Regions from separate parts of the Pan troglodytes genome. Here region 2 is linked to region 1. The links are chromatin contacts, called in public HiChIP or PLAC-seq maps. All regions are on one chromosome and are shown on one strand. Each heading gives the region's core, a stretch centred on a gene start, on an enhancer-like site or on the middle of the called end of the contact. The rest is flanking DNA. Distances are from core to core; before and after follow the strand shown. Region 1 holds the start of EXOC1 (exocyst complex component 1). Region 2 holds the start of CLOCK (clock circadian regulator).

Region 1 (2,700 bases), core at 142-2,641:
ATACGCTTCTCTATCTCAAGAATTCTCTTAAAGAAGGGAGGGATGTTCATCATAGTTTTGTGTTTAGTGGATACTTAAATATCTTTTAAGGTAATTAGAACTGAATAGTAAAAACTGGTCAAATGAATAATAGGGACCAACGTTTACCACATACTCCTTCTCTGGCTAAAAGCAACTGAGTGTACAGTAAGCGGCAAAACAAGACAGGATTGGGCATACCTCATAAAGGAGTTAGCCATAATGAAAAGCAGTATGTGACTCTTCATTCATTCAGCAAATACTCATGCTTATTAGGTGGCAGACACTATTCTAGGTTACAGTAGTCAACATGACAGATATGTTTATGAAGACCTGAAGCCGGGTGTTTCTATGGCATTTACATCCTAAGAGTCGAGTGATTAACTCTTCAGTCTTTACGGTACTTTTCTGAAAGTCAGTAAATAAATCCCTAGAGGTCCTCTAAAATTATTCTCCAGGTCTGAGAACCCATGTCTGACCACGTTCCAAAGGCAGCCAGCCACTGCTTACTCTGTACTGGTTGTTTCCTTCAGCTCAGTTGGACCACTACACTGTGTGACAAATAGCCGGTCAGCGTGAGTGCCCGTGTGCACTGGGCCCTGTATGCTGCTGAGATATATCAGTGCATGAAGCATTGTCATCTAGAAGATAAAACTGTGCAAGGAAATAGAGAAATACACTTAAGAGATTTGGCGGGGGGTGGGGGGGAGTTGGGGTTGGGGAGCCGGGATGTGAATTTGGACAAAGAGGAAGGCACAGTCACGCTCTCCTCTCCTGGTCCACGCCAAAGAGCTTACGATCAGGGTCATTTTGCACAAAGAAAATCTGGTTCCGATGGGCGGAACCGTAATGGGGCGCGTGAGGACTGCCCTCCCAGCTCCGCATTCTCCTAGACCCGAGGACAAGGGGCTGGAGAATGCTCTGACCAAACTTCGTCTTACCGGGACAAACGGGGAAAGGAAGGTAAGAAGGAGCGGTGCCCGGCCCCAGGCGTGGAGACAGCAGCCGGACTGAGGAGCCGCCTTAGACCCTGGTGCCTGTCAGCTCGTCTGTCCGCCGCCGCCGCCGGGACTACCGGGCAGCCGCGGCCGAAGGCTTACCGCAAGGCCGGACTGAGCCTGGCTGTGCCGAGGCAGGTCTTCCAAAACGGAGACCGGATGGGGGCCACTAGGATGCGCCCCTCAATAAAGCGTTGAACGGGAAGCGGCCCTTCCCCCAACACTTCCTATATCCGGGCATGTGACAAACTCCGCGCCGGAAGTTGACCCCGTAGAGAAGGAAGAAGAAGCGACCGGGGAAAAAGGGAGCGACCAATAGACGCGGAGGGGCGGGGCGCCAACCGACGGGCGTGGCCAGGCGGAACAAGGCCTCATTGGAGGGGCGTGTCAGGGAAGGGCAGGGGCGGAGCGCCAACCGACGGGCGTGGCCAGGTGGAACAAGGCCTCATTGGAGGGGCGTGTCAGGGAAGGGCAGGGGCGGGGCCTTTGTGGCACAGAAACTGACTTGGGAGTTGGGGATTAAGAGTTATTTATTCAGATATTTGCAGCAATTCATTTAAGAAGAAATTCGATTAAATGTTTTCTTTTTTCATATGTAAAGCTCTATTAACTCTAGATCTTTGCTACTTAAACCTTGGAGAGCTTAAATGAGTTAAATCAGAATCTCTGCGGGTGGGACCCAGACATCAGTACTTTTAATATCTTCCCAGATGATTCTCATATGCAGCTAAGGTCAAGAACCATTGTCCTCATGACCTTGATACTCAAAGTGTGGTCCGTGGATCAGCTGCTTGGGTATCATCTGGGGGCTTTTTAGGAAATGCGGCCTCTCTGGCTCACTTCAGATCTACTGAATCAGAATCTGCATCTTAGCAAGATGATGCTTATGCATATTTAAGTTTGGGAGGCATAAATGATGCCAATGTTGCTGGTTGCGAGGTGGGTGTTTTATTTATTCCATATTCCTGGCACCTTTTTTTTAATGCTAGGCACTTTGATTCCAGGTACAGAGGTGATTCAGGCATGAATCTTAACCTAAAGGAGTTCACAGTGTGGTAGGACTAGACAAGGTGTAGGTACAAATATGTATAAAATAGGACACAAAATAAGTGACCAAAGAGAGGTACAGATCAGATAAGTGTGCTAGAAATTTAAATGAGCAAACAGTAGTTAGAATACTTTTCACTTTCATCAAATAACTTCCCTTTTAAGAGCAGGATCTGGTTATATCTTTACAAAGACCCTTTCCTGCTTGGCACCGGAATGCTTACTGTGGACACTCTATGACAACTGCATGTGTTTTTTGGTCCTATTATCTTTCTTTTATTTACCTGTATGTTTATAGCCCTCCTCAAAGTTGGGAAATGAATTGCATTTCAGGAGCCTAGATCTCTTTCTTGAACCTCAAGATTTGTGTATATACTGCCCATCGCCTGACATTTCCACTTGGATGTCTTATAGACACCTCAAACGTGTGTGTCCAAAAATTAAATTATCCTCTCTCCTCTTGGATTCCCTGCAAAGTGACACTTATATGCAACAGTTTATTTGGAAATTTGATCCCAGGGAGCAAAATGAGGGAAGAGGAAGAAGACAAAACAAAAAAGAGGGAGATGCAGTATAAGAATGTGTTACTGAATTGGTCATCACCATATTTGAATGTATTCTCAGTCCCTTAGGACCT
Region 2 (2,700 bases), core at 66-2,565, 310 kb after region 1:
CCATTCTCCCAGATTTAAACCCATTGGTAAAGAGGTAACACCCTTCTTAGGAACTGTAGTTTGCAACCGAGGATTAAACTCAAATATGCCTTCCCCTTGTGTCCTGCTCAGACCATATGGACTGAGAGTGGATAAATGATAGTTCTTCAAAAGAAATTATCAGAATAGGGAATGAATGCTGAACAGGCAAAAATGTGGACCAAAATATCTTCTGCTATATGATGGGGTAAATTAACAAATCATGTTTTCCCACTCCTGAAAGAAAAATCCTTAGGTGCAGGATCAAGGATCTGAATAAGTGCTTCAGTTTGATGTTCTTTTGCCCAGAGCATACAGCAAGAATTGAAAATGTTTACTGAGGTGACTGTTACTTTAAAGGGAGGATTTTATGGCCAGAAAAGTGCATTTTTTGAAAGAAAAAGATGGCTTTTATTTCAAATCCAAAAGATATTCATTAAAACATAGGAATTACTAGGAATTAAGACTGTAAAGATCTCTTTTCCAGTAGAAGCACTGAAATGTGCTTTCTCATGTGGACCAAATGTGCCTTAACGCGTCAAGGTAAGTAATTTCCCTAAGATAAGTAGTAGTCACACGTTGTTCCAACGAGGAAATCCATGCAAATTAGGGTCCTGGTTTATTTCTGATGCTTCATTCTCCATCTTCCATTACACTGTCACTTGGTTTTTAATAAAAGGGCAAGGGAAAAATCTCCAAATGAGCAAATAAATCCCGACCTCCTTTCGCTTCCCTCCTCTGGCCGAGGGCGCATGCCCTGTCTCCCCAGGCCCACCCACCAAGAAGAAGCAACCCAAGCCGCGCTCCCTCAGGAGATGGGAGATGTTACTGGCGGTCCAGGCGCCTTTGCAACTCTTCTCTCCCAGCACCAGGAGAGGAAACACGAATGATGCCACTGGGGGAAAAAGTCTCCTGCCAACACCCGAAAAATCTAAGCTGGCGTCGGCAGTGTTTTGCTTTGGAAGGGAGAGCGGGTTCCTTTTTTGGCCTCTGGATCCCTCATCCGGCAGGAAGCTCTTCTTCCTCCTCCTAGCCCCCGGCATACGGGGGGAAAGCCAAAGAGCCTCCAGGACCTAAGGCTAGCGCTCAGCCGGCCGGCCGCGCCCTCCACCCGACCAGGCCCCGCCTCCCCGGCTTTCTAGTAACCGGCGCCCTTCCCGGCCGGGGCAGGGAACGGTGCGCCTGCAGAGCCAGATTTCGGCCCAAGGGGCGCGGGAGTCTCTTCGGGCGTCCGGGATCCCCTGGCGCGGCTCCGTGCTGCCTAACGGGGCAAGTCGCATGCGCACCGAGCCGCGCTGGGGAAGGGAGAGTGAGGGGAGGGGCGAGCGCAGAGCCTCCGCCGGCCGTCTGAGCCCGCTGGGTCGCTGACGACGCATGCGCCGGGAGGGGGCGCAATCACGGACTCGGCTTGCGGCTGCCGGTTTAAAAAAGGAAACCCCGGAGAGCGAGAGCGCGAAGGAAATCTGGCCGCCGCCGCCGCGAGCGCTCCCGGTGAGAGGCGCCCGCCCGGTGGGCCCAGGGCCTGCCGAGTGCCGGTTGGCTTCCTTGGCGGCGCATGCGCGCTCCCGGGCTGGTGGAGGAGGGGAAGGGAAGGGAGGGGGAGGAGGAGCTGGCCACAGGAGCGGCGAATTTTTGGGGGGGTGGGTGGGGGGCGCCACTCACAGCCCCAGGTGCTGCTGGAGGTGGGAGCCGCGGCGCCTCCTGAACACAGGCGGGGTAGTGGTTCCGAGTCACCGCAGCGGGAGACCTGGGTGGGGGAGGGAAGAAGCCGGAGCCGCCGCAAGCCACACGGTGAGGGCGCGGGGAAGGGGAGGGAGCGGGGGGCGGCGTGTGTGGGGCCGGGGGGCGGCGGCCAAGGGTGGGGAAGGCGGGAGCTGAAGCCCTAGTTTGGCGTCTCGTTCTAGTGTGTCTTTTCCCGGGACTTCGGGCCGAGGCCCGCCCTGCCTGAGAGGCCCTCTGGGGCAGCTGGGGTTACCTGCGGGGCAGGGGCGGGAGTGGGGTGCACGGCGGGGCCGGGCGGCTTGAGGGCGCCCGGAGCTGCGGCCGATTCCAGCAGCTGGGAGGCGGGGAAAGACGGGGACCGGGTGCCGAGAGAGCTTTCGCTGGGGACCCGCTAGGCCTTGTGACCCACTTTATTCCTGTCACCACTCGGGCACGTTTGGAGCAGCGCCTAATGGGGCGCCGGGGCGGCCAGCTCCTCCGGGGAACCCCCGCCCTCCCGGCGCCCGGCCCGCGTGCCGCAGTCCGCAGTCCGAACGGCCGCGGTTGCCGGCCGCGGGCTGGTTCCGTTAGTGGTCGTGGTTCCGGGGTTCCGTCCCTGGGCAGCGCGCGGCTCTTAGCGTCTGACTCCAGCGACCGCGCGCGGGTTCGAGGGTTGGCGGCGAGGCGCTCGGTTTCTCTTCTTCCGTCCACCCGCGCTTCCCGTTCCCCGTCACCGCCGCTGGCGTTTGTAGATTTCTTTCCGCCAGTGAAGCTGGGTTTTCTGGAGTTGGCTCTGGCGCTCTGGCCCCTGGAGTGTAATTTCCTACACGCAGCGCCGCAGAGTTTATATTCTTTGAAAGTGTTTGTAGCTTTGTGGAGGTCCTCTTGTTGATGGTAGGTGAGCCTAATTCTGCAAGATAAAAGCCTAGTCTCTGACCTGGCAGATGAAAGATCAAATCAGATTGTGGTTTCCTGCTATTA

The links. HiChIP or PLAC-seq counts read pairs in DNA pulled down with a chosen protein or histone mark.
Region 2: an H3K4me3 HiChIP or PLAC-seq map of stem cell-derived excitatory neurons shows a contact between it and region 1, with 2.5 times the contacts expected there. The contact joins the promoter of CLOCK here to the promoter of EXOC1 in region 1.

Annotation. Positions count from the first base shown.
Region 1 is chr3:73,994,979-73,997,678 of NHGRI_mPanTro3-v2.0_pri, forward strand. It overlaps EXOC1 (exocyst complex component 1), which reads right to left and starts at 1,392. Exons shown (of 18, transcript XM_526621.9): 1 at 1,119-1,392.
Region 2 is chr3:74,306,783-74,309,482 of NHGRI_mPanTro3-v2.0_pri, forward strand. It overlaps CLOCK (clock circadian regulator), which reads left to right and starts at 1,316. Exons shown (of 23, transcript XM_001144028.7): 1 at 1,316-1,509.